7 separate regions of the Mus musculus genome follow, and all the other regions are linked to region 1. Evidence: chromatin contacts called from public HiChIP or PLAC-seq and promoter capture Hi-C data. All regions are on one chromosome and are shown on one strand. Each heading gives the region's core, a stretch centred on a gene start, on an enhancer-like site or on the middle of the called end of the contact. The rest is flanking DNA. Distances are from core to core; before and after follow the strand shown.

Region 1 (3,821 bases), core at 513-3,012:
AGGGAACTCAGCACAGTGCCTAGCAGAAGCACTAGCCAGTGAACAAAGACCCCGCCGCCGACGCACAAGCCCCGCCACTCTGGAAGAACACATCAAAGACGGGGATAGTGAACTTGGTTTTGAGACTCCAAAGTAGCATGGTGTCTTCTACTGAGGGTCTGCGTTACTAAACCAAGACCCACCTGAGCATCTCGTGTGTGTGTGTGTGTGTGTGTGTGTGTGTGTGCGCGTGCAGATTAGAGCCACAGACAGACAGACAGACAGACAGACAGACAGACACACACACACACACACACACACACACACACACACACGAACTTCCATTGCTGGAAGGTTGGGGGCGGCTGAGAAGCCAAAGCAGAAGGCTTTGTACAATGGGAGCAGCAAATACAACCCCTAATTGTCTCACCATATCCATCTGTGGGTCAATAATCACTTCGATGCAACTGCCAAATATAACCTTCTTCTGTAACCCCAATGCCAAAGCACATTTGAGAATACTACCAGATGAAATATTTTAGGGTTTCACCGGCTCTTCCCAGCCTCACAAGCCTCATAAACAACACAGCCGGTGTAGTGTCCCACAGAAACGTCTCCACCTCTGTACTGGGAAAGGTGGGGGTGGGCCTGGCCACACAAGGCCCTTAAGGCTGGAAGGTAAGGGGTGTGTGTGGAGGGTGGGTGCCGGGAGGAGGGACTGTGTGTCAAGGCAAAAGTACTGACCAAGGGCCAGGGAGACGGTCCAACCGTGGGGGTCTTTAAATAATTGGGGGTGGGGGGGTTGGAAGCAGTTTTCAGGATCTCACCTGAAAAGCATCCTCGGAGTGATTAACTGAATGGGCCCCCTGGGGCGGGGTGGGGGAGGTGAGGAGGCATGCAAACACACATACACCTAGATTCAGATTAACAGCTGGGGAACTAGGTTTTCACAGGGTTGGAATGGCTCTGAGGCCAATCTCCAAAAAGGTTTAGGGGCCTGCTCGCCCCATTTCCTCCAAACAGCGTCTACAGGCATGGATATCCGAGGTGGGTGGGAGGGGGGTGCCCTGCAGAACCCAAGGAGCTGAGCGAAAGAAGGGGGAATGTGACTCCGGTGCCTAGACCATCAGGGTGGCAGGGGAAAGAGGGTAGGGGCACCCCATGATGAAGGGAGGCTTAGAGACCCCTACCCTCCTAGCCTAGGGTACGCATAGGCTCTCGGCAACAGAACACATCGGAGAAACAAGCCCCCCATCGTCGAACCCCACAATCTTGGCGGGAGAAAAGGCGCCCCCAGGAGCATCTGCTGGCAGGGAATAACCCCCCTCGCACGGACGCGCTGAAGGGCAGGAGCCAGGGACCTCCACATCTCGAGGAAGCCTGGGGTGGGAGCGGAGGGTGCAGGAGGCGCGACCCCCTGGGCGCCCCGGTCGGGCTCCGTCTGGAAGAGCGCGCGGGTCCCCAAGGCTGACCCAGCGCCACCCCGGCCCTCCGCGCCCCCCGCCCGGCCATATTGCGCGGCTGGGGAGGGGGCGCGCCCGAGCCCCACGGCGAGCGCGAGGCCTCGCCTGGCCGTCTGTATCCCGCGCCCCCCCCCCCCATCCCCGCCCCGGACTCACCCTGGATCCCCCGGGGCCCGGACCCGCCGCTGCCGGCGAGCAGGAGGACAACAAGGGGGAAGAAGGAGGAGGCTCCGGCCGACTCCGCCATAGTAACCGCCGCCGCAGCCCAGCAGCGCCCAGCGCGCGCGCGCGCCCCCGGCGCCTCTCTCCCTCCCTCCCTCCCTCCTCCCGCCCGCCCGCGCGCGCCCGGCTCCTTCGCTCCGCGCCGGCACGTGAGCTCCCGGGAGCCGGTGCGGCCGCCGCCGCGCGCGCCCCCGAAGGGCGGGGCCGGGTGCGCGCGTGCGCCCGCCTTAAAGGGGAGGGTCCCTGTTAAAGGGGCGGAGGCTCTCGCCTCGGCCAACCTCGCGCACCCGTGCGGAGCTGAGCCGAAAGCGGGGGAGGCCGGGTCCGCCGACCGACAGTCTCCCTCCTCCCTCCGCGGAGTGGCCGCGCCGGCGCCCGTCCTCCTTCCTTCCCCCAGCCCCGACCCTCCGGCCCGTTGTGTCCCGCTGGGTTCGTCGCCAGAGTCTCCTGACCGGCGTCCCCTCGAGGCTCCCTCCCGCTGCAGCGAGCTGGACACAACTACCTGTGCGAGCGAGCGTCTGTGTTTTCGAAATGTAGCTAGGCTGGCACGGCTGACAGCCTTGGTGAGGGTGCTGGCCAGGTAGAACCATTTTGGGAAACAATGTGACAGCACCTATCAGACAGCTTCACAAAACGCATTGCATTTGCCCGGCATTTCCTCCTGTCTGTCTTCAGGAAATAATGAGGCTAAATATTTACGCAAAATGTTCCCTTGCTTATTTATCATTGGAAAAAGCTGGAAACTAGAGAAGCAATCATAGAAGCTTAGATAAACTGTGGCTCACTCATGTGAAGGAGCACTAGTGATTAAAAATCGGTTTACAAAAACTAATGGCGCGAGGAAATGTTACTCCATGTTAAATGAAAATGTAAACACCAACCTTTACAATAAATTTTTGTGGATGATATGTATGCATGTATGCGTAGGAGAAAAGGGAACGATATTACTCAATATTACTACTAAGGTTTTCAGTTTGTTTTTGAGACAGAGTCTTATTATGTTGTCCAGGCTGGCCTCAAACTCACTGAGAACTGCCTGTTTCTGCTTCTCAAGTGCTGGGTCTAAAGGTGTGTGTGCCACAGAGGCAGGCTGAAATAATTTTTTGTTTCTCCTTTAAGTATTCCAGTAACTTCTAAATAGTTTCCAGATAAACATTACTTTCAAACCTAGTAGGAAATACTTATAAAAGGCAAATGATCCCGTATCTTTCTGAAGAGCTCACAAGAGACTTTGGGATCTGTATTCTGCTTCTGATAACCAACTAGGAGAAAACAGGCAACATCTTAGCCTTTCAAAGTCATAGATAGTTTCATGTGTGAGACCAAGGGATAGAGAAGACCGTCAAGAAGGAGGGAGGGAGGAGAGGCAGGCAGATCTCTTGAGTTCTGGGACAGTGTGGTCTACAGAGTGAGTCCCAGAAGAGCCAGGACTACTCAGAGAAACCTGTCTCAAAAACAAACAAACAAACAAAAAACCCAAACCAACCAACAAACAAACAAAGGTGGGGGGCGCTGTTCTGACATCTTACCTTATAATTGTCTCCAACACAAAGAACCCAAGGAAAACAGGACTTCTGGTCTCATTCCCCAGGTACAACACACAAACACACACAAGTAGAAAGTCAAACTGGTGCTTAGTGCATAGCTGGGTAAATAAACACCACCATTTTTATTCTTTTTACCCTCAATCATGACCTGCCCCCCAAAAGTAGCCTACTTCTCCAAGTCTGTCTTACTGGTCTACCCAACTATGCTGTATCTATCCTCCTTTAGGCCCCCAGCTGTGGTCCAACAGTACTGAGGGCCACTGGACCAAAGTTGGCATTACATAACAAATTTATTCTCTGTTTACTCTGAAGCTTAGAAACCCCAAATCACTTGGCCACGTTCCATCAAACTCTTCAGAAATGACTCCTTCCCTTTGAGCTTCCGGTAGTTCCCAGAATCCTTGGTGCCCCATCTTCACATGGCAGTCTTCTCTCCCAGCCTGTGTCTCCACATCCAAGTCTGGGGAGATGGCTTAATTGGTAAAGTGCCCACTGTGTTACTACAAGGACCCAAGTCCAGATCTCCAGCACCCAGATAGAAAACAGGTGCACAGCTCACATCTGTGAGCCCTAGCAGTAGGAGGGCAGGAACAAGCAGACCCCAGAGTCT
Region 2 (3,821 bases), core at 434-2,933, 980 kb before region 1:
GAAAAAATATCTAATAAAAATTGAAAAAAAATTGTGGATAGGGGAAAGAAATCTAGGTTGGCATTATCCAAACAATGTTACCAGACAATTTAAGTGAGGTTTTTGAATATTTATACAAAAGCTGCGGCTGCTAAGATATTCCAGTGGGTAAAATAATTTACTATGTAAACCTTGTGACTTGATTTTGATCATGAACTCACAGTGGAAGGAGAGAGCTGACTTCTAAAAATTACACAGACATATACAGACACACAGATACACACAGACATACACACACACAGACAGATACACACATACAGACACACACAGAGACAGATACACGCATACAGACACACACAGACATATACACACAGACACACACACACACACGCAGAGAGATACACAGATGCACACAGAGGAATGCACAGACACACACAGACAGACACACATAGACACAGTACTACTACTACTACTACTACTAATAATAATAATAATAATAATAGGGCTAGAGAGATGGCTCAGTGGTTAAGAGCACTGACTGCTCTTCCAGAGGTCCTGAGTTCAATTCCCAGCAGTGGCTCACAACCATCTGTAATGGAATCTGATGCCCTCTTCTGGTGTGTCTGAAGACAGCTACAGTGTATCATATACATTAAATAAATAAATAAATAAATAAATAAATAAATAAATAAATCTTAGATAAATAATGATTGGGGGGGTTTGTTTGTTTGTTTGTTTGTTGAGACAGGGTTTCTCTGTGTCGCCCTGGCTGTCCTGGAACTCACTCTGTAGACCAGGCCTGCCTCTGTCTCCCAAGTGCTAGGATTAAAGGCATGTACCACAACTGCCTTGGCTACTTTTTATTTCTTAGACAGGGTTTTCTGTAGCCCAATCTGGTTTGGATGTTATTGTGTGGCCAAGGGTGACCTCAAACTACGGATCACCTGGTCTCTACTTCCCAAGTGCTAGGATTACAGCTGTATGCCATCACACCAGTTGCCATCACACCAGTTGCCATCACACCAGTTTTATGTGGTGCTGCGCATCAGGTAGATTGGCACTCTACAAGTTTAGCCACATCCCCAGCCTGTCCTTTATGACTGCCGTGATCCCTCACCTCCATATGTCGAGTCCATTGCACCAAGTCTGGGGTTCCGTGTGTCCTTGCGTTCCCTAGGAGGAAGAACCAAAGGGGACTCACTAGGGAGGAGTTAGGTGTTCTGTGTGCTCACAGCCTCCGTTCCCAGTCAATATTTAGAATCGTGGGTAGAGCCACTAGCCAGGGAAGTGACACACACAGTGGCGAGAAAGAGCCTGATGCAATTGCTGGAAACAGGGGACCCAAAACAAGGAAGTACTCCATTCACCCCTAATGAAGGCCAAACCACGCTCTGAACATTTCTCCATTGCCAGTCCGCGTGCTGGGGGGAAAAGGGCAGAAACTGCCTTCTCTGGCTTCCCAGAACAGCCAGAGGAAAGGAAGTGGCCTTAGCGGCTAGCTCTTACACACACCCATCTCAGGCCCGCCTGAGTGTCTGGAGCGTGGGGGATGGGAGGGCGGCTCACCTTCTCCTCCACGGGCTCCCTTCTCCTGCTCCTCTCCCAGCCCTTCTCTCCTCCGAAGCTGGGGCACCTTTGGCTGCATGGTGCCAGTGTAGAGCGGACAGCACACAGCTGTTGTCTGTCTTCTTCCTTTCTTTCTTTCTCAATCTACCTACAGAGCTTGTGTCCCACTCAGAGATCTGACAACTCCAGGGACTAAAGTCCTTTCCGGAGCCCCGTTGAGGGTTAGATAGGTTATCTGCAGGCAGTGTTTCTCATACTCTGGCCCTGCCTGTGGCTTTCACAGCTCTCTCACCACAACCACTATGATCAGCTTCACGCTATTGCTATTTCACTTTCGGGAGTGAGTCTGTGCATCAGGTTGTGAGGGGGACTTTGCTTCCCCGAGGCTTATCACATAGCTTGGCTCTTCCTGGCTCTCTCTACCAAGACTGAAGGTCAGGGAGGGACCAGAAACATCTTCGTGTACCTTGTAGTCATTTTTCTGAGGGCACAGGATGAGGCCTGTAGTGACATGTGTGTGCAACAATATTTTTGTCAGGAGCTCTATTTGTGTCATGTGTGATGGTCGAGGCCCCTCAGTGTCAGCTCTTCCCTACACCTTGGGTTACCACATAAGCAGAAAGGGCAGACACACACTTATTCAACAGTAAATAGCGCCAGGGGTTGCCTTGCCTACCTATGTAACTTCAGGAAAGTGGACCAAACTTTTTAAGCTTCTTCTGAAAAAAAAAAAAAATTATGGGACAAAATGTCCCTACGTCATCAGGTGATTGCCAGCACAAATAAGGTAGTCTGGAGGTAGTCTGGATAAACCATACAGAGCCTGAGCACATTTGTTTCTTTCTGGTAGGCAGTAGGGCAGGTGAGTGCCTTGGGAGTTCCACTTTGGCAAATTCCTGCTGGGGATTAACTATTAATCCTCCTCCTCCATCAGTCCAGAGGTCAGTGATAGAAGCAAGATTGTAATCACTGTGATCTCGGACTGAGGCCAGGATCTCAGTCAGTCCCACAAGGGAGCTCCGGGTGGGTATCCGGGTGAGGATAAAGAAAGGGCTTGCTGCCTGTGGCAGTGGCAGTCTACTGTATTCCAAGGGCAATGGAAGAGGCTGGCTGTGCTCTGCAGGGAAGGTAGAAACACTATGACCAATGGGAGACAGTGAGCACGAGGCCCCAGATCTGAATGAGACAGACGCAGAGACGTAAGCCAGAGACACCCCCCCAATACTGTTTTATTAGTACACAAGCCAACAGCAATCTTTCTAACTAGCTGTGTAAAGGCCCAAGGGTGACAGGGACAATGGGGTGGGGCGTGAAGGTGGGTCTTGGGGCACAGAGTTATTCATTGCTTCACATACAGCTCAAATGACAGCCCCCTGTTCCTGCTGGCGTCCTGGAGGCTCCCTCGGGGCTTCACCCACTGCTCCTGGCAGAGCACTGAGTGCTTCCTTGACCATCTGGAGACACTGGCAAAGGCTGGCCCATCGGATCCACACACCAGCAGGGGCCACGGCGATTCCCCTGCGAGGAACGACACTGGGGAGAGAGGTGCAGGTCAGGGTGAGGTCCAGGCTTTGAGCAGGAAAGCATCTGAGAGCTCTTAGTTGCTTTACCTACTGAATAGGGCCCACTCTGCTAGGCCAGAGCAATAGCTTTCAAAATGCAGTTTCTGTCAACAGCCCAACATCACTTATGTTAGAAACTTGTGTTCACAGGCTAGCCCAGACCTACTGAGTCACAAAATGCAGAAGGGGCTCCACCAGCACCAGCTCAGACGCCTCCAGGTGATTCCCCAGGGCTCCCATTTGAGGCCACCACAAGGCCTTATCCTAGAAGAGACTTTAAGTCTCCCATTGCAATTGTTGGCCTTTGTTTTTCTTTCAGATCACGCTAGAGATGGAGCCCACAGTACTGCTAAGCAGAGCTTTGCCAACGAGCTATAAACTTCTTTTCATTTTACATTTTGTTTTGAGACAGAGGCTCGTGAAATTTCCCAGGCTGGACTTGAACTCACTCAGAATTCTAGGAGCCTGCCTGGTCCAGGCTTCCTCAAGTCCATGGAAAGATCTCCTGTGGAAATCTCCAGCCCTCTGTCTTCCTACCAGCCCTTCACTTGTAGCCTAGGCAAGTCTTGAAGTTACAATCTTCCTGATGTTTTTCATATCTATGTGGGTCTTAAAATTGGAAGAAATAGTTTTGTGTGTGTGTGTGTGTGTGTGTGTGTATCCATCCTTTTTTTGGTTGCTGTTTGGCTGGTTTTGGTTTTTCCAGACAGGGTT
Region 3 (3,821 bases), core at 707-3,206, 950 kb after region 1:
TATCATAATATGATGCACAGTTGGGCAGAATCAGGAAGGCAATGAAATGCAGTCCAAATGCATCACCAACAAGATGCTGGAAACGGAGAAGTCCGCAGGCTATGGATGGCTGTCACACACAAGGCAAGGCACTGCCCTCCTAGGACAGGGTCTTCTATAGCCCAGATTGGCCTCAAAACCTGATACATAGCAGAGGGTGACCTTTCTTGAACTTGACTCTCCAGACATCCCCGCTTGCCTCAATTAAGCAGAACCTGCCAACACACCCAGGTCCTCTACAGAGCAGGCTACATCCCTAGCCCAAGGCAAGGTGCTTTTAATAAATCCTACAAAGAAAGCGACTTTCTACGTGAAATATCAAGAGAAGAGATTTGTTTTTGTGGTGATGAGACCTAAAGAAACTGTATTTACTTCAGATCTCACATTAGGATGCAAAAACCCAGAAGCTAGGCTGTGTCCACCACCATTCCTGGCCCAGCAATACCTCTTACTGCCATTCCTTACTGTACCAAGTCCTGTGGTTTTCTTTCCTTCCTGGGTGAGGGGTAGGAGGTTGGTTTGGTCTTTAGAGCCTCTGCCGCCTGAGCTGGGGTTAAAGGCTTGTGCCACTACGCCTGGATCAGGTCCTATTTTAATACATTTGTCTTGCCTGGCTCGTTATCTCTGAATTACTTAACAGCTATGTTTACTAGCCTGCCTGTTTCTCCCAGCTTTAAGCTCTCTAAAGGCAGTGCCTGTCTGCAGTAAAGTGTGCTCAGTGACCAGCAGACTGTCACGAGTGAACAGTAAATATCAATAAATATCAAGTACAGAGACTTCTCAGCTGGTGAGTGAGGAAAAGGCGTCTTAGCTTCCTTCCTTGAAAAAGATGTTGAAGGTCTGGAGAAATGGCTCAACAGTTAAGAGCACTGACTGCTCTTCCAGAGGTCTGAGTTCAATTCCCAGCAACCACATGGTGGCTCACAACCATCTGTAATGAGATCTGACTCCCTCTTCTGGAGTGTCTGAAGACAGCTACAGTGTACTCATATAAGAAAAACAAAAAAACAAACAAAAAATCCTAACATAAGCCGTGTTCGAAGCCAACCTGGACTATGTATGTATGTATGTATGTATGTATGTGTGTGTGTATGTATATATAAATTTATTTAAGGCCAGTTTGGTAAGCCCTGTCTCAGGCAAAACTAAAAACGCTATAATAAACCGGACCCGGCGACCGCGTCTGGAAGTCCTGCACCATGAACTCTTCGCAACAAATCCCGTCTCAAAAAGAAAAGGCGGCTACCGAGACTCTTTTAAGTTTCTATCATAACTTAGGCGGCCAGCGGCGAGACTCCCGGAAGGAGAGGAACGCCGTGCCCCGCCACAGGGCGGGTTGCCTCGGTTTTCCCAGTCATGGAGGCGGGAGCCCAAGGCCGCGGCGTCTGCAGCCTGCCGGAGGCCGCCGCTCGGCTTTTCTTCCCGCCTCCATGCGGCGCGGGCCGAGCCAAGGAGCGCGGGAGGCCCGGGGCGCCTCTCCCAACGCGCCCCGCGGAGGCGAGGGGAGCCTAACGCCCGGGCGCTCGGGACGCGCGCGACCGGAAGCGCGCGGCCGGCCCCACCCCCACCGCGCCCCTCCCCCACCGCCCGCCGAGCCGCGCGCGACCCCCGGCCGGCGCGTGGCCGCCATTGCGTCCCCGCCGGCGCCGCCTTCCCGCCCGGGCCGCCTCGCGCTCCGCCGCGCCCCACTCACCCGCGGGGCCGCCTGGCCGCTGCCCGGGGCAGGAAGCTCCACTCCCCCGTCCCAGGCGGCGCCGACTTTACTCCTCACTTGCCAGCCGCGCACCGCAGCGAGGTGGCGCGCGTCCCAGGGGTCGGCGGGGTGCGGGAGGAGAGCGTAACTCGAGAGCCAACCGTCGCGGCTACCGTTTCCCGGCCGCGAGGGGCGTCGCAGGCGGCATGATCCGCACAGGCCGGGGGCCGGGGCTGGGGGGGGGGGGGGGGGCGGCCGAGGAGTGCGCGGGAGCGTGGGGAGGGGCGTGGCCTGCGCGCCGGCGTGCTGCGTCACCGCGTGGTCACGTGAGCGCCGCCATCTTGGCGAGCTCGGGAGCGCGCGGGCCGCCACGGGGACGCTGGGGGAGCTCCGGGGATCTTGGGGCAATGGCGCGGGGTCCTGACCTCCCTCTCTCGCGGGCGGGACAGCTGACCCTCGGCTACCTGCTCTGTTTAAGTAACTGTAAAACCTTGCGCTGCCATCTTAGTGCTTCGGAAAGGACTTAGCATGTCCTTGTGGGGAGTTGACCTTCATACAGATGCCTTTATCTCAGCCTTGGCAAGGTTCTGCTAGGGCATCATAGCGGTTTGCTCGCTCGCTTGCTTGTTTTTAGCATGCCCTCTACAAAGTGCATTATCAAATGTTTTGAGAAGTTGTATTTGACACCTTCCCTCCTAATAACTGGGTGAGTGAAGACTTTGGTTTTGAGCCTTCAGAACATACGATGTGATGTAAAACTGAAGCGTTTAGAAGGGCTTATTAGACTCCAGGCACCGTGATTCAGCAAATATTGCCCAATAAAGCTAAGGCCGATGACTACCTTTAAATAGAAGTACTCGGGTTTTGACTGATTAGGCTAGTTACCCAACCTCTCTGGAGTCGCTATCAAATTTATGGAAATTGCCAGGCGTGGTCAGCTGTGCCTCTGACCCCAGCACTTTGGGTTGGCAGGCACAGTGCTATCTCTTATCTTCATAGAAAGTTCCAGGCCCGGCAAGGCTATACAAAGAAAGCCTGTCTTAAAAAACTATGGAAAGTACAACACTAAGTCAGAGTCTCAACATTATGGAAAGTGACCTACAAAGTAAGGTCGGGGGAAAGCTTGCAGATACCAGCCTGGCCTGAACAACAGGCCAGCAGCAGTCATTCCATCACCCATAGTGTTTTTAAAAGGGGTCCTTTTTTTGAGATTATATTATCATTTCTCTCTTTTCCTCCCTCCAAACCTTTATTTTTTCTTTTAAAGATATATATATGTGTGTGTGTGTGTGTGTGTGTGTGTGTGTACACACATATAAATATATATTTGGTTTTTCAAGACAGGGTTTCTCTGTATAGCCCTGGCTGTCCTGGAACTCACTTTGTAGACCAGGCTGGCCTTCAACTCAGAAATCCGCCTGCCTCTGCCTCCCAAGTGCTGGCATTAAAGGCGTGTGCCACCACGCCCGGCCTATATTTATTTTTTATGTAGCTGTCTTCAGACACACCAGAAGAGAGCATCATATCCCATTACAGAGCCATCATGTGGTTGCTGGGAATTGAACTCAGGACCTCTGGAAGAGCAGTCAGTGCTCTTAACCACTGAGCCATCTCTCCAGCTCTTTCCCCCCTCCAAACACTTCTATACATTCATCCTTTCTTTCAAGTGTTTGCTTTTTAAATATATTATTGTAAATTTTGTGTGTCTGTGTGTCTCAGATGGGGAATGGTATGCGCACAGGTTTCTTCAGAATCCAGAAATGAGCGTTGGATCCTCTGGAGTTAGAATTACAAATGGTTGCTGTCAGGTCCCAAAGAAACCCAGGACAAATGGCTAACTGTGGTGTCTGTTAGCATGCCAAAGCACAGGCTGGTAGCCAGGCTCACAATCTGCTCTTCTCTAGCACACACCAACCCCCTACCCTAAACCCAGGCTGAGGGCCTTCAGTTCTCTTCCCCCAGCTTCTGAGTTCCAAAAATCCTGCCAGTTTGGCCATCTCTCTTGGCTCTTTGCCTCTTCCAACTTTCTCTTCCTTTTTCTTGCTCTGCCCCCTGTCAAAGCTCTGGTCAGTCTGTTATTTGTCTCCCT
Region 4 (3,821 bases), core at 503-3,002, 930 kb before region 1:
ACAGAAGTGCTGCCTGGAGGGCTCAGGCACCAAGAGCACCACCTCACCTCGGCAGGAGACACCGGTCCCATCGATGGTCACCTTACACACTGCACACACTGGAGTTTTCTTCCGGAAAACCTTCTCCCGGAAGCTGTGTGGTTCTGCTTTCCTCGGCTGCGGGTGGGATGACAGACAAATAGGGGTATGTGTTCCTAGTGGGCTCATCTCCAAGGCTGGGCAGGGACCTTTCCTTAGAGCGATGCTGCTTCCCTCTCTTCCAGCCAAAAGTCTGTGAACTCTAAGGCACACTTGGCCACAGCTGTTTCAGGGTAGTCATGAGGCCTGTCCTCTACAGGGCTTGGAATGTGACCCCTTGCGTCACCTTGGCTGGGTCAACTCCTCCCTAAGGGTTCACTCAGGACTTCTCACGTGGCGGAGCTATGTGATGTCCTTGTCACACACACCCCCACTTCCAATGTGAGGGCTTTCTGAATCTTGGCAGAGTGGGGGGTCTGACTCTCCTCCCATCTTGCCCTCCCCACAAGAGGCTTGTATACTGTGAGCTGACGGCCAGGACACACAAGCACTATCACATAATACCCAGACTGACTGCAGCCAGTTCTGAGCCCCTGGCTCTCAGTGTCCCCAAGCTCCAGGCAGCTAATATGACCCCCTCCCCCACGGTCAGAACAACATGTTTACTCTCTGTGCACTGAGGCGGCAGGCAGCAATTGTCTAAGACGTTCGCTCGGAAGGAGGAATAGCAGTGGGGACACACAGGCAGCTGCCTCGCTGCCTCTGCATGTTATGACAGGGGTGGCCAGGTTCTCCGGATGCCCCCTCCCCACCCAGAGGTAGTGAGGTCAGTGGCTGGCTGGGCTGCCACCAGTTGTCCAGGTCCCCCTTAGTCCCTACTCACTGCAAGTTTTCACTGCAGTTCTGACCCCTCCCACCCCAGTTCATCCCTCCTATCTAGAGTCTGTGGACAATCTCCCTCACTCCTCCCACCACTCCACTGCACATTCTTCACCGCTGTGTGTTCAAGCTCCCGCTGTCCCCTCCTCTCCCTGGATCTGCCCACCGTAGTGTGAAGAGGAGAATAACATGGGAGCAGCGTTGGTCCCTTAACGACTGGGGGCGAGACCCACCAGGACACTTGGACGCACTTGTGGATGATGACGTCGTGTGCAGATGACGTCAGTAGAAGGCACCCTCCCTTCCCTCATTGCCTTCTTCCCATACCTTTTCCCTCAAGCTTCCCCCGGAGGTCAGGGCTTGAGCTCTTAGCTGAACCCTCGGGGCCTATCCAGGCTCAAGCCAGGAAATACACAGAGAAGTCAAAACAGATGCTAGAATCACACTGCTACCCTACCCTAGCCACCTCAGGGGGTCAGGCGAAAGAAAGAGGAGGGGGATGCTGAGCCAGCCAGGAGAAGAGGCTGAAACTAGGAAGAGGGTCTGGTCTGGCCTGAATCCTGGCCCTCCCGCCTTGTCCGCACCTCCACCCTGCCCCACCTTTGCCCAGCTGGTGGGCACTCCTACCCTGCTGGTGGCCCGGCTGCTGTCCCTCCTCCCCAGGGCTCTGAGCAACCTTTCCACAGGGCCGCTGGACTTCATGGTGTCTGGCTGGCTGGACTCTTGGCTGCAGGGCCTGAACAATGCTGGGGCCTGGCCTGGGGCTTCCTGGAAGCAGCCTGCCGAGGCAGCCGCTTCCCTTGGGTGGAGGGGAGGCTGTCTGGCTGGTGTGTGGAGAAGCCTGGCCCTGGAAGTGGAGGGAAGTGCAGGCGGGAAGGGGGCAGGTCGCTGCTCCAGGAAGTGGGGTGGGGGAGGATGTGGGGGAGGCCAGGAGATCAGATTCCCAGGATCTACCCTGCTGGGAGTGTCAGCCTAAGATCTCTGGCTCTCCCCATCTCTGGAGCTGCCTCCCACCCAGTGGGCCACTGTGTGCAGGGGGTCTGCAGTCCTGAGATCCAGCCCTGGAATCAGCCAGTGGCACAGGGTGGGAATTCAGGTCTCAGGGCAGGGCTCAAGGGCCAGTGGAGAACACTGTGTCCCCGGCCAGTCTCTAGCCTGAACCCTCATGCTCCCTTGGGATTTCCTGTGGGAAGGGAGTGTTGCTGGGAACCAGTACCCCTGACAGCCCAGCACTCCACATCCTCAGGGTGAAAGAAAGTTAGGGATGAGGGCTAACTTCCCTGTCAGACGGGAGAAGGATCTTATAGTACCCTCCTCAACGCCAAGTTCCAGCGGGAAGGGCTAAGGGCTTACAGGAATGGTCCATCTTGCTGTAACCCAAAGCACTGGAGGTTCCTCCTGAACACCCCAGCTGCTCCTCTCCAGATACAACCCACAGTTCCTGGCTTAGCTCCCAGATCCTGCACCTGAGGTTCTACTGGGGACCCCACCCGCCCACCAGAATCTGAGCGCTACCTTCATGGCTCTTCTGGCCTGTCTCTCCTTCCTCTGTGGCTGTCACTGGACCCGAGGACTGGACAGGAGGCCCCCTCCCAACACATACTCCACCCTCTCTAGGGCCTCCTGCTTCCCTCCTGGGAATAGGGCCAACTTCCTGTCCCAGGAGTCAAGGGAAGGAGGTGTATGGGGCCCTTGGAAAGGATGGAACAACCTTCCTACAACAAGGGTCAACAGCCTGGGGGTTCCCAGCCCAAGCTCTAGACAGCAGCCTTTGGAATGCTGTAGCTAGCTGTCATTTGAAAGAATGTACACCGTGTCACCCTCATTTGCATGGTATTTACTGAATGTCCCAGTGCAACTCCTCCAGTTCTGGCACCTCTTGCAGGGTCCCACAGGACTCTCCTCTTTCTGCCTCACGCCCATCTGACAGATGAAGGGCTGCTCTAGTCCTCCCCAGGGATCCTTCAGAAGACCTGTCAGACTGAAGAGTCTGAGGCCTCTTCCCGCTGCATGCCTGTTCTCTAGGAAGCCCATCGTTGCCAGTGTACCCTGGCTAGAAGGCCCTGTGAGTGGCAAGGGGTGGGGCACCGTGCTGTAACTGGAGAGGGCCCCTGGCTCTGCAATCCCCACCTGAGTTCTGGCTGTGTCCCAGGACATTCCAGGCCGATGGCCAGGTGGGCAACCGGGGCTGTCCTGATTCCGCACCCAGCCCTGCTGGGGAAGATGGATCACTGCAGCGCCTCCCCTGATCAATTTTTTTTCCCCTCTGCTCCTATGGTACATGGGCCTACATCTGCAACCTCTGGTGGGACTGAAAGTCTTTTCCTCTGGAACAGGTTCCCAAACAGCCTCTGCCCTCACTGAACTTACACTGCCCACCTAGATCTAGAAAGTTAAGTGTCTAGTTGGCTCTGCGCGTCCCCACCGCAGGGAGTGTGGAGTATTTCTGAAAGTAGCTGAGGGCAAACAGTGCCTGAGGAATGGCAGCATTACCAGATCCTCACCTCCCACCTCCTGCCTGGAATATTCCAGAGCTCTTTTGATTCTCCCCAGCCGGGCCCCCTCTCACTCTGAAGCCTTGGGTTTGTTTGGAGAAACCCCTCCACCCACCCACACACCCCTCCTTCCTGGAAATAGCTGTGGTTGGATGAGAGGCCCGGAGCCGGGCCACAGAGGAGTGAGGCCCAGTAAAGGAGGGAGGGGAAGGGAGGTAGGATTCAAGGGTGTGTCTAGAGGGACCTAGGGGGTATCTAGGTAGGGCAGAAGTAGAAAAGGGTTAAAAGGAGAAATCAGCTTCATCTGTGTCTGCATTCTGCCTCAGTGTCTCAGATAGAGAAAACAGAGAGGAAAAAGTTTGCATGCACTCTGCCAGGCCAGGGCCGCAACATTGATGCCAGCTGCCGCGGGCATCTTGTGTTCAAAGT
Region 5 (3,821 bases), core at 673-3,172, 900 kb before region 1:
AGCCATCAATTCCAACTTCGTTCTTGTACTTACAATCTTAATGAGCCCAGCTAGGAACCTGGTGTTTCCAGGACTGTGACTCTGTCTGATCTGCTACCTGCAAACAACGTGACCCTCGACAAATCTTTGAGCAATTTTTCCTCAGCTGGAGAAACCACCAGTTCTTTACATGCTCTCACAGGCTTGTTCAATTAAGTGCTCTACTAACAAAAGCTGTTACCCAGGGTTGGGGATTTAGCTTGGAGTGCTTGCCTGGCACGGCCAAAAACTCTGTTCAATGTCCAGCAATGCAGGGGAGGAAAGGAAGTTCTCATGGCCGAAGGCAGTAGATTCAGTGAGAAAGTTTTCCAAAGACAGAACCCGATTTCCTTGTAATATTAGAAAAGATGGACTTCTGGTTAAGACACTGAATGTTGCCAGGCGTGTTGCTAAACACCTTTAATCCCAACAACCCCAAGGCAAGCCTGGTCAGATAGTCAAGAGCTAAATGAGAGACCTTGTCGCACAGTTTAGGCACAGCAATCCAAAAGGTATTTTTAACAGATTATGCTATAAAAAATAAACTAAAACGAAAACTAATGCTGGGTGTCTAAAAGCCCTCTGGTATTCACAGGTCCACTGCAAATGCCAAAAAAACCCAAAAAGCAAAAAACTTGGAAAACAAAACAAAACAAAAAAACAAAACCCGAAACGACCTCCACAAACCTCACTTGCAATGCAGGGAATATACATTCCACCAAACAAACAAACGCACGCAGAACCTCTAGCCACTATTTTAATAGCACCTTCTGGAAGTTTCCCAGTTATCTGGGAAAATGACAAAAGCTGAATCCTGACACTAAAACTACCCAAAAAATGGAAGTTCTATATAATGCAACGCCCCGATTTCCTTCCCCACCTCTGCCTGGCATATAGTGTGCACTCAATAAAAACTGTTGGTTGAATCAAGAGGTGGAAAGAAAAAGGCACAGGAGAAATCTAGGTGTCTATCCCTACAGCACCTAACACGTGGGAGCACCCTGGGTTCCCTACCCCCAACTATAGTGGGGCCAAACCTAATATGCGTTCGCTTGGGAGTACAGCGGCCGTGCCACGCTCCCAAACCGACTAAAGCTTAAAGTACAAGGTCATAAACGAGCAAAAGCCAGGTCCATCCAGGCTTCCCATCTGGAGTCCAGCAGCGCGTGTTTCTGAGGCGCGCCTTCTCCACCACCTCGCCTCGTCGCCCGTGCCGCGCACGCGCACCGCTGCTTTCATCGGCCCCTCCACAGCCTCGCGCTCGCGTTCTAACTGCACCCCCCCGCCCCCACGAGGGTCCGCAACGGCCTCGCGCCTTGGAGACCCGGCCCAATGTGTTCCGGTCCGCGCGCCAACCGCCTCCTTCCTCCACCCGCGCCTTGGCGCGGGCGCGGTGCTTCACGCCTTTGAGAGCCTCGCGCCTCCCGCACGTCTCTCTGTGCTGCCTCCTCCAATTGAAGGCAGGGTCCACCATTTCTGCCTACTCCAACCTCGCGCAACGGGGTGAAAAGGGTGTGAGGGGGAGGGGAAGGCCTTCCCCTCCCCCTAGACATCCCGAGGCGGTAACCTCAAGCGGCCATGCCGCTAGCCTGCCGCTGCCCCCAGGTCCGAAAGGAGCCGGTGCCTCCTGCCCCCGACCTCCAGCAAGGAGCGGACCAAGCCCGGAGGCTGTTTCCGAGCCTGGTCTTTGGCCACGCTCGGCCGCTCACTCACCTGAGGCCGCCATGTTGGGAGAGGGAGAGAGAACGCAAAGGACCCGGATGAGGCAGTCACGTGATTATAGCGGGCGCGACGGGCTTGGAGACGTGAAACCAGGAGGGGGCGGGGAGCCGAGGACGGAGGCAGAAGGCGGGGCGCCGCCGCCGCGCTGGGTTCGTAAAGCAGCGCGAGGGGGTGGCGCGGCGTCCGACGGGAAGACCTGCGCGACATGTGGCCGAAGGGGTGGAGTCTGAGCTGTCGCGAAACCCTTCGCTTTACGTCGGGCCCGGCGCGGCCGTCCGGTCCGATCTGCGCCCGGGGCGGAGTCTCCTGGCGCACAGACTTGTGGGTGCTGGATCGGCGCGAAGGGCGGGGTCGCACTTGCTGATTCTATGGAACAGAGTGGACTTGGAATCTAGAATGGGTGTGCCACAATTGATTTTTTCCGAAGGGAAGATTCTGAGTTTCTTTTTAAATCACTTTTTGTAAAGACAAAGAAAATATAATGTTCCGTAGAATGGTTTCAATTAAGAAGGTAACATTTGAACCATGGGCTTTTGCCTCATTTAACCCTCCAATGGACTGACAAGGGCCAGCACCGAGTGGCTAGCCACATTTCTTACAGCGAATGCTTCATTTTTTTTAAAAATATATATTTCAAAAAGTGAAACTATTGAACACCAGCCACGTGCCAGGCACTGTTTAACAGACATTTGTGGATATAAAAAGGGATTAAAACTACCTTGAATAAAATACTACAAATGATAAACATTACAGGTAAGTAGGCTAATAGAGTAAAAGGCAGTTGGGTACAACTCCAGATGGCCTGCCCCTCTACAAGAACAGGGAACATTCTTAGCCACTGAGCCACAATTCCAGCTCCTAAAATTTTTTTATGACCCTAAAACATACAAACCATAAAACAAACAAAAAACAAACAAATAAAAACAGGGGTTGGAGAGATGGCTCAGCGGTTAAGAGCACTGACTACTCTTCCAGAATTCCTAGCACCCACATGGCAGCTCACAACTCTAACTCCAGTTCCAAAGGATCTGACACCCTCATATAGACATACATGCAGCAAAACAGCAATGCACATAAAATAAAAATAAATATACTTTAAAAAATGATTTGCAGAAACAGGCATGGTGGCACATACCCTTAATTAATTTATTTACTTATATTTAATTTGGTGTTTTGAAACAGGGTCTCTCTACATAGCACTGGCTGTCCTGGAACTCATTATGTAGACCAGGCAAGACTTTAAATTCAGAGAGCCACCTATCTCTGCCTCCTGAATGCTGGGATTAACAGTATTCATTACCATGCCCAGCTGGCACACATCTCTAATTCCTACAGTTGGAAGGCAGACAAAGGCAAATCTCTATGTATAGAGAGTTTGAGGCTAATTTGGTCTACATATCCAGTTCCAAGTCAGCCAAGGCTACATACACACAGACCCTGTCTCAAAACAAAACTAAACAAAACAAAATAACCCCTAAACCAGCCAACCAAACAAAAACAAAACAAGAAGACAGAAATACTTTTCTTAGCTCAGTATGGAGCACCACATACAAAAGTGGTAATCACCGTGCTTGGTAGATTGAGATAGAAAGATCAGTGGAAGGCAAGCTTTGACTACAGAACAAGTGAAGATCAGACTGGGCTACAAAGAGACAACGAGATCATTTGTCAAGGTTTGATAGCCGTACCTACCCAGTCCCTCTCCTTTAATTTGCTATTGCTTTTCCCCAATGGTTTTCAGCCTGACCACTGTATTAACTTCCTAGCTGGGTTTCTTGCCTGAAGGCTTTGTCTACTGCAATGCATGCAGAATATGGCTGCCACACGTCTTCCTGGAGGAGAGATCTGAACAGTTGCTGAGAAACATGGCCACACTGACATGGACAAAATAAGACTTTTTTTTTTTTTTTTGAGAGACAGGGTCTCTCTGTTTCATACCTTTGGCTGTCCTGGACCTCACTCTGTAGACCAGGCTGGCTTTAAATTCCCAGAGATCCACTTGCCTCTGCCTCCTGGGTGTTAGAATGAAAGCTAAATAAGCTTTTATAAGGCCGTGTGCAACCCACTGCCAAATCACTAAT
Region 6 (3,821 bases), core at 746-3,245, 880 kb before region 1:
CATTTATTGGTGACTTAACACAGTTTGGAATGACCTAAGTCTGGGATATGATACTGAGCAAGCCCATCTCTGCTCACGGACACTTACAGCCTGAGGTGCACTGCACTACTTAATACAGTGAGGAACATTAGCCCCCTAGCTACTGGTGTGCATTTTAAAATGTAAAATAAATGACATTCCAAAATCATCTCTTTGTTCATGCAGCCACATTGAAAGCTGTATATGATTGGTGACTATTGAATACACAGAGGCCATTATTACAGAACGTTCCAGCACAGGTGCTGCTGGAGGCAGCAGGAAGAACAGGTTATGTGATCCAGATGAGACCTAACAAAGGAGAGAACTGAGCACTCTGCGTTGATGCCCCGTCCCCCCTGCCCTGCCCCCTGCACCAGGGTGGAAGTCAGCACCATGAACCCATGAGACAAGAACTACCACTGAGCTACACTTTCAGCCTGTCCTGGGGATTCTAAATGTTTTAAAATTAAAGTACACAAAACATTATGGCTGGAGAGATGACTCCATGGTTAGGACGGCTTGGTTTTGTAGAGGGCTTGGGTTTGGTTCACAGCACCCACATACTGGTTTACAACCATCTGTAACTCCAGTTTCAGGGGATTTGATACGCTCTTCTGACTTACATCAGGAGCCAGACACTCATGTGGTGCATAAACACACATGCAGGCAAATATTCATACACATAAAGTAAAATGAAATATACAAATGTATGTATATACAATATACACATATGTATTTTCATAAAAGAATAATAATTTGTTTTTTCACACAAGATATATTCTCACCTGATATACCTTACTTTTTTCTATGCATTTTACCAAAAAAAGTAATTAAAAAAGGATTTATTTATTTATTATATGTAAGTACACTGTAGTTGTCTTCAGACAAACCAGAAAAGGGCGTCAGATTTCATTACAGATGGTTGTGGATCACCACATGGTTGCTGGGACTTGAACTCAGGACCTCTGGAAGGGCAGTCAATGCTCTTACCCGTTGAGCCATCTCTCCAGCCCTGTATGCATGTTTATATGGAGGCCAGAGATCAATCTCAAATTTTGTTCCCTAGGAGTCAATGTTCTCTTTTTGTGTTTTTGTTTTTTTGAGACAGGGTTTCCCTGTGTAGTCCTGGCTGTCTTAGACCTCGCTCTGTAGACCAGGCTGGCCTCAAACTCACAGAGATCCGCCTGCCTTGTCTCTTGAGTACTGGGATTAAAGGCATGAGCAACCACAGCCTGACTTGCTACCCTCCTCCACTTTTTGTTTGTTTGTTTGTTTTTTCAGATTTATTTATTATATGTAAGTACACTGTAGCTGTCTTCAGACCATGTGGTTGCTGGGATTTGAACTCAGGACCTTCCGAAGAGCCGTTGGTGCTCTTAACCGCTAAGCCATCTCTCCAGCCCGCCTCCTCCACTTTTTAAAGACTTATTTTGTGTGTAGGGATATTTTGCCTGCATGTATGTATGTTCACCACATGGAGGTCAGAAGAGGGTGGCAGATCCCCTGGAAGTGGATTTATAGAAAGTTGTGGGTGCTGGGGTTAAGGCCTGGATCCTCTGCTAGAGCAAGAAGTGCTCAAAACCACCAAGCAAAGCCATCTCTCTAGCCCATTCACTTGCTTTTTGTTTTGTTTTGTTTGTTTCCTGAGACAGGGTCTGGAGCTGCCTGACTAGGCTGGGTGGCCAGGCAGCTCTTGAGATTTACTTGTCTGTCTGAAGTGCTGGGGTTACACGTGGAAGTGATGGGATTACCTCTCACTAGCCCCACTCTTGGCTGGGCGCCGCTGAGGGGCAACGAGGAACTGGAAGAGAAAACGGGCTTGTGCCCAGGTGGGAGCCACTGCCAAAATGATCGATAAGAAAGGTGCTGAACCCAAGCTGAGCTGGAGTGAGGCCGCGGGGCTGGAAGGGCGCACCTGCTTAAAGAGCAGCCTGGGCTCTGCGCCATGCTCAGTCAGTCCCGACCCAAACCGCGTGGGGAAGCCGCGTTTCTGCCTGCCCTCCCTTTGCCTCACCGCGTCCTGGGACTCTGGGTACGGGGTGCATGGTGGGCGGGTTGCCTCCCGGCTCAGCTGCGCATGCTCTGTAGTCAGAAGGTGGCGCATGGATGCCGTGATCCAAATGCCCCCCCGCGCTCCCCCCCGCGCCCCCCCCCCCCCCCCGCTGCCGCAGCTCAGCAACTCCAGGCTCCTGGTCTCATTGAGTCTATTGGAATTCGGGGCACATTTTCTGCGCCTCCTTTCTTCGCTTCCCGACAGTCCCTAGCTGGAAGGATCTTCTGATTTCCAGATAGCTCTTGGACTGGAGAGAACCTTCGAGTCTTGCGCTCCAACAACCCCACACCAATTTCCCAAGAAAAGTTCGTGGGAGCTCTTTGTTATCATAATTACCCAAAGAAGAATTAAATAATTTTGGAGTGCGTGCTCATGTAAGGGTCGGGTTTTTTTGTTTGTTTGTTTGTTTTTTGTTTTTAAATCAATCTTGTGGCACACGAATGAAAATCCCATCCTCCCACCCCCAGCATGCGCAACCAGGAGGATAGGTTCTGGGTCCTCCTTGGTAACATAGCCAGTTCAAGGCCAGCCTAGGGAGCAAGCTATCCTGTCTCAAACACAAATTCTGTTATAGTTTGACAAAGTCTGTAAGTTCGAGCCTCACAAGCTGGGGGTATGTGATAAATACAAAATCTTTATATATTTTCATTTTTACTATTAAACATTTTAAATTACATTTATCTATTTGTGTGTGTGTGTGTGTCTGTGTACATAGGCCTTGGTGCATGTATAGAGGTCAGAGGACAAACTTGAGCAGTTGGGAATCTATCCACTACGAGGGTCCCTGGAGGGAGCTTAGGTTGTCAGACTTGGGACTAGTCACCTTTGTTGAGCCATCTTGTATATGAGTATATGTGTTTATATGTGTGTGTCACATGTGTGTGTCCGTGTCCGTGTCCGTGTCCGTGTGTGTGTGTGTGTATGTGTGTGTGTGTGTCCATGGAGGACCTCAGATGCTCTGGAGCTGGAGTTACAAGCAGTTGTGAGCCACTTGAGGTGGGTGCTCGGAATCTAACTCAGGTCCTCTGGAATGTTGATACGAATGCTCTTAACTTGCGGTTTCTTGGTCCGCAGGTCAGTCAATGGTGTCTGCAAGAGAGAGAGAGAGTGGGGACTGAGGAACAAGAGACTGGAAGAATGGAGACAAGACAGGCTATCTGATCAAGTCTCAAGTCTTTTTATTGAAAGGCAACTATGGGCATATAAGCATAAGTCAGGGAGTGCAGCTGGAGACACGTAACCACAGGTCCAGGATGTGTAGGAGAAAACCAAGATGTTATCAGCGTGTGGTGGGCTTCTTGCAAAAACATCATGCTAGGAAAACAAGTCTCTCGTCAGGGTGGAAAAGTTCCAACCTGTAAGTAAATAGCCCAAGATGGCTGCAGAGATGATAGCCGCTTTCTGCTAAGAGTCGGCTCCCAACAGTTTCTGCTATCCTGTTTAAAATTGCAGTTTGACATCATTGTAAAGAGAATTATGCAGTTGTAGGAGGTAAAACAGGGATCCATGTACTTTTTTACCCAGTTTTTCTCCAATTTTTATTTATTTTATTTTTAAATAGGTTTCACTCTAGCCCAAGAGGGGCCTGAACTCACTACATAGGCTAAGCTTAGCCTTGAACTCCTAATCCTCCTGTCTCATCTCTGCAGTTCCAGACCTGATGGTTACACCTGGGGGGAATTATAGCACAATATCACACGACATCGGCATGGATGAGGAGCTCAACATTTGGGTTTATAATCCCAGCACT
Region 7 (3,821 bases), core at 523-3,022, 850 kb before region 1:
CGGCTTACCTCTTCATGATTCTTCTTCATGAACAGAAGTTCTTCCTTGAGTGCCTCGATTTCTGTCTCCAGCTGCAGCCTTGTGATGTTGGTGTCATCTACCACCTTGCGGAGTCCATGGATGTCGCTCTCCACAGACTGGCGCATGGCTAGTTCTGTCTCATACCTGAAGGAGTGGAGGTGATCAGAGGGCCTGAACCTTCTCAACCAGTGCCACCTCCATAGACTAGCCCCGTGCCCACCATAAACAGTCACGGAGTCATTCCCTTAGCACGATTCTTGGCCTTGGAGCGTTTGCTTAAACTGGGCTGCACAGATGAAGAGCTAACTCAGTAGTCAATGAACCCTAACCTGAATAAACTTCGGAAAGGAAGGAACCCTACTCTAATACAGTTCTGGGAGTAGGCCATTCTTAGCTCCAGCTGCAGCCCCGGACTTACTTGACTCTAAAGTCATCGGCGGCAAGGCGGGCATTGTCGATCTGCAAGACGATGCGGGCATTGTCCACAGAATTCGCAAAGATCTGGGTGGATTAAAGTGGAGAGAGTCGCTTTGAGAGTTCCGGGTCACATGAGGGTGTGTGTGTGTGTGTGTGTGTGTGTGTGTGTGTGGAGAAGTGGGGGATGAGAAAACACGTCTTGTGTTTCAGTGAATCCATCCCAGTCCCAGGAACAGTCAGAGGCGTGTATTTCTGTCTTCCCTTCCCACCTGAGCCTCCTCTCCCTTCCTGGATTCCTTGCCCCTCTGCCAGGGCCTGCACTATCTGGATTGCTTACAAAAGAGCAGCTTCCAACAAGATTTCTCTGATCCTCTCCTGGCATCTTCTCCAGGTGCACCTGCTAACCCCCCCCCCCCCCCCCGTCCTGGGACGCGCCCCCCCCCCCCACTTGTCCCGCTGGCCCCTCCTACAGGTAAGCTCCTGTTTACTCCTAGATGACTCAGCCTTAGCCACATCCGCTTAACCCTCTAACTGTTCCTACTGGAAAAGAAGTGAGTGTCTGAGTTCATTTTATGATTCCCCCACACACACCTTTTTATTTTATTTTTTTTCCAATCCTGTTCTCTTCCCACTACACTGCTTGGGGGAAGCCGGCTCGCGTGTGTAACCACTACGCTTGGAATTCCTACAGGTTGTGGGTGAGAGTCCAGAGTATTCCTAACTCCGTCCCATAGAGTGTGTGTGGGGGGATGTGGTGAATGTGGAAAGAGTGGAGGGAGTCAACAGCCCACACTCTATTCAAGTTTGGGGGTGTGGGCACACTGGATAGACAGAACAGCCCGGAGCTACTGCCCCTCCCCCCTTAGGCCCCTTACCTGAGCCCTCAGGTCTTCGATGATCTTGAAGTAGTGGCCCCAGTCTCTGACGCCCTGGGGCCCCTTCTTCTCCAGATGTTCCCGGATTTTGCTCTCCAGTCTCCTGTTCTCAGTTTCCAGGCTCTTCACCTTGTCTAGGTAGCTGGCCAGGCGATCGTTCAGGTCTTGCATGGTCTCCTTCTCGGTCTGGATTCCACCCATTCCCGCCAGGCCTGCGGACCCCACAGAGCCACCCCAGACAGAGCGGGACACGGATATCCGGGACCCGGAGCCCCCAGCACCTGCATAGACGCTGGCTGCGCTGCTGGCAGGCCGGACCCGCTGGCTGGGAGTTCGCACAGAGCCCAGGGACCGGTAGTTGGTGGAGAAGGTGGTGGAGCGAGTTGTGAAGCTCATCTTGTCTGGAGAGGAGAGCGAAGCGAGAGACCAGAACAGGAGTTCCGCCGCGGAGGGTGGCAGTCCTCGACCTGTTGTTATATCGCCGCGGGAGGAGGTAGGGACCTCCCCCAGCAGGCCACGCCCCAGCCACCGGAGCCGGGGGCGCCAGGATCGGGATTCCTGTGACCTAACAGGTCGCAGCCCTTCTCCACTTCTGCACACGCCCTCAGCATACCTGCCATCCTCACCGACACAGGGAGTGGATAACTAAGGGGTGCACAAAGGATAGCAGGTGGTGTTAGCCCCTGAGTGTCTGTTTTCAGGGCAAAAAATGGCGTTTTAAATATCCGTTTATTCCGGGCGTGGTGGCGCACGCCTTTATCCCAGCACTTGGGAGGCAGAGGCAGGCGAATTTCTGAGTTCGAGGCCAGCCTGGGCTACAGAGTGAGTTCCAGGACAGCCAGGGCTACACAGAGAAACCTTATCTCGAAAACAAACAAACAAACAAACAAACAAACAAACTCCATTTACACAGACAGAAGAGGGGTTCACTAGGGTGAAGATTTTGTGGCATGTCGCCAGCTTAAGTCTGGGGGCAGTCCTAGAACCCCAGGAATCCTGGGGAAAGAAAATTGGGAGCTCAAAAAGAAGAGAAACACGAACCTGAGGGCAGGTCTCTTGGTTTTTCTGCTCCGGCCCCATGGTTCCAAGACACTGCTGTGGCTCCATAGGGAACCGTGGAAATACATATCCTCAAACGCGTGGGTACACATGTCCTCATTCAACTCATTCCCTGGAGGCTTTATCGGGGCCTTTGTGATTATGTAGAAGAGGTATCCCTATGTCTGGACACCTACCATTTACCTCCTCCTCCTCCTCCTCCTCCTCCTTCTTTTTTGAGACAGGGTCTCATGTAGCTCGGGCTGGTCTTGAACTTTCCATGTAGCTGAGGATGGCCTTCAACTCCTGATCTTCCCGTCCCACTTTTGAAGTGCTGGGATCCCAGGCATGAGACTCCATCACTTTCAGGTTACAGGGTGCTGAGGACCAAACCCAAGGCCTCATACTCCTCAGGCAGACCACTTTACCAGCTGAGAACACAGCCAACCCAAGAGCACATAGATTTAACCAGTATTTGCTAGACACCTTCTAGTAGCTATGGGAACAGCAAGGAAGAGAGAACCACTGTCCTTCCTGTAGATTATACTGTGTCTGGACAGGTTGGGGTCTGAGTCCATAGACCAGATATGTAGAAACAGCTAAGTTTGAACCAGATTGCCTGCCTCTCCATCCCCCACCTCAACCTCTGCCACCCCCTTGCATCTGTCCCCTTCTCCTGCTCCCCGGGCCTTTTCTTCGGTCCTTCCTGGTCAATTTTTATAATGCTTTCTGGCTTTCCAGCTTGTTTTCTGGGGGAAAGAGCCCCTCTGCACCCCCGCACCCCCTCCTCGCCAGCTGGATGACCACTCCTGCTGAATGAGGAGGGAGAAACCCTGAGGTTGGAATCGGTCAGCACCAGGAGCCCGTTTTTCCGGCAGGACTTGGTGTTTGCTATACCTGTGGCCATGCTCTTTGCTCTGGAGTGGACCTATTGATCCTTATCGAGCGAGCGGCCAGCTGAACTGACTGTGTGAGTGCGAGCACACAGAAAAGTAAAATCAGAAGAGCAAGGGGGAGGGGGAGGGGCTACGAAGAACCTAGGTCAGCAGATCAGACTAGAGGGAAGCAAACACAGGGCTGATGCATGCTGGGTGTGATGGATTGTTCGAAGCCTGCCTCCTTCTGGACCGGAAAACCTCAGCGACTCCGTGGGACTTGGCTGGGGAGCCTGGGTGTTGCCAGAGACAGCCAGGCAAATGGAATGCAAAATAACATACAAACAAATGCCCACTGGCTTTGCCTAAAAGCTCCTGGGGAGGGGGTGTGTTTGGAGATCCCAGGCTTTCAATTTTACAAACTCTCCCCCCCCCACCCCCCCCACCCGAGTTCCACAATTGCTCTATTTTATAGAACTATACAATGAAGTGTACCGATGGGCAACTTTTCGCTGTTTTTAAGCTTTACGTTTGTTATCCAACTTGGATACTTTGCTGGTTGGGTGACTTCAGAAAGTCACTAAACTGAACTTCC

The links. Promoter capture Hi-C pulls out the DNA fragments that hold promoters and counts their contacts. HiChIP or PLAC-seq counts read pairs in DNA pulled down with a chosen protein or histone mark.
Region 2: a promoter capture Hi-C map of hippocampal neurons shows a contact between it and region 1, with 2.6 times the contacts expected there. The contact joins the promoter of Soat2 here to the promoter of Acvr1b in region 1. A contact is called at or near these places in 10 of 39 promoter capture datasets (the 3T3-L1 cell line, the C10 cell line, the HPC-7 cell line and 5 more) and 2 of 115 datasets of contacts at active chromatin or transcription factors (bone marrow-derived macrophages and pancreatic cancer cells).
Region 3: a promoter capture Hi-C map of pre-B cells shows a contact between it and region 1, with 4 times the contacts expected there. The contact joins the promoter of Atf1 here to the promoter of Acvr1b in region 1. A contact is called at or near these places in 2 of 39 promoter capture datasets (the C10 cell line and pre-B cells), 1 of 484 Hi-C or Micro-C datasets (CD4 T cells) and 1 of 9 other capture datasets (liver).
Region 4: a contact with region 1 is called in a promoter capture Hi-C map of 3T3-L1-derived adipocytes, with 4 times the contacts expected there. The contact joins the promoter of Tns2 here to the promoter of Acvr1b in region 1. A contact is called at or near these places in 12 of 39 promoter capture datasets (the 3T3-L1 cell line, 3T3-L1-derived adipocytes, the C10 cell line and 7 more), 1 of 484 Hi-C or Micro-C datasets (bone marrow-derived macrophages), 2 of 115 datasets of contacts at active chromatin or transcription factors (fibro-adipogenic progenitors and kidney) and 3 of 9 other capture datasets (adipose tissue, embryonic stem cells and liver).
Region 5: a contact with region 1 is called in a promoter capture Hi-C map of pre-B cells, with 9 times the contacts expected there. The contact joins the promoter of Eif4b here to the promoter of Acvr1b in region 1. A contact is called at or near these places in 18 of 39 promoter capture datasets (the 3T3-L1 cell line, 3T3-L1-derived adipocytes, the C10 cell line and 12 more), 1 of 484 Hi-C or Micro-C datasets (B cells), 9 of 115 datasets of contacts at active chromatin or transcription factors (the 230-238 cell line, bone marrow-derived macrophages, embryonic fibroblasts and 3 more) and 4 of 9 other capture datasets (adipose tissue, embryonic stem cells, liver and 1 more).
Region 6: a contact with region 1 is called in an H3K4me3 HiChIP or PLAC-seq map of forebrain, with 6 times the contacts expected there. The contact joins the enhancer-like site here to the promoter of Acvr1b in region 1. A contact is called at or near these places in 4 of 39 promoter capture datasets (cranial neural crest, embryonic stem cells, hippocampal neurons and 1 more) and 3 of 115 datasets of contacts at active chromatin or transcription factors (embryonic midbrain, forebrain and pancreatic cancer cells).
Region 7: a contact with region 1 is called in a promoter capture Hi-C map of hematopoietic stem and progenitor cells, with 4 times the contacts expected there. The contact joins the promoter of Krt18 here to the promoter of Acvr1b in region 1. A contact is called at or near these places in 12 of 39 promoter capture datasets (the 3T3-L1 cell line, the SN4741 cell line, cranial neural crest and 5 more), 2 of 115 datasets of contacts at active chromatin or transcription factors (both in embryonic stem cells) and 1 of 9 other capture datasets (embryonic stem cells).

The regions. Positions count from the first base shown.
Region 1 is chr15:101,172,013-101,175,833 of GRCm38.p6, reverse strand. It overlaps Acvr1b (activin A receptor, type 1B), which reads right to left and starts at 1,762. Exons shown (of 9, transcript NM_007395.4): 1 at 1,599-1,762. The coding sequence starts at 1,689.
Region 2 is chr15:102,148,437-102,152,257 of GRCm38.p6, reverse strand. It overlaps Soat2 (sterol O-acyltransferase 2), which reads right to left and starts at 1,683. Exons shown (of 15, transcript NM_146064.1): 1 at 1,546-1,683; 2 at 1,097-1,152. The coding sequence starts at 1,624. Igfbp6 (insulin-like growth factor binding protein 6) reads right to left here. Exons shown (of 4, transcript NM_008344.3): 4 at 2,746-3,078. The coding sequence ends at 2,956.
Region 3 is chr15:100,225,994-100,229,814 of GRCm38.p6, reverse strand. It overlaps Atf1 (activating transcription factor 1), which reads right to left and starts at 1,956. Exons shown (of 7, transcript NM_007497.3): 1 at 1,733-1,956.
Region 4 is chr15:102,100,865-102,104,685 of GRCm38.p6, reverse strand. It overlaps Tns2 (tensin 2), which reads right to left and starts at 1,752. Exons shown (of 29, transcript NM_153533.3): 1 at 1,525-1,752; 2 at 48-156. The coding sequence starts at 1,599.
Region 5 is chr15:102,071,874-102,075,694 of GRCm38.p6, reverse strand. It overlaps Eif4b (eukaryotic translation initiation factor 4B), which reads right to left and starts at 1,922. Exons shown (of 15, transcript NM_145625.3): 1 at 1,732-1,922. The coding sequence starts at 1,744.
Region 6 is chr15:102,050,410-102,054,230 of GRCm38.p6, reverse strand. No RefSeq gene overlaps it. Among named protein-coding and RNA genes, the nearest start is that of Gm41405, 7.0 kb to the right of the region's middle. Within about 2 kb of position 1,995, at least 147 of the 459 cell types and tissues checked have an H3K27ac peak or open chromatin away from gene starts, as enhancers often do. A contact at or near this core is called in embryonic stem cells, forebrain, hippocampal neurons and 1 more, where this site is marked.
Region 7 is chr15:102,026,167-102,029,987 of GRCm38.p6, reverse strand. Krt18 (keratin 18) reads right to left here and starts at 1,772. Exons shown (of 7, transcript NM_010664.2): 1 at 1,314-1,772; 2 at 440-522; 3 at 9-165. The coding sequence starts at 1,709.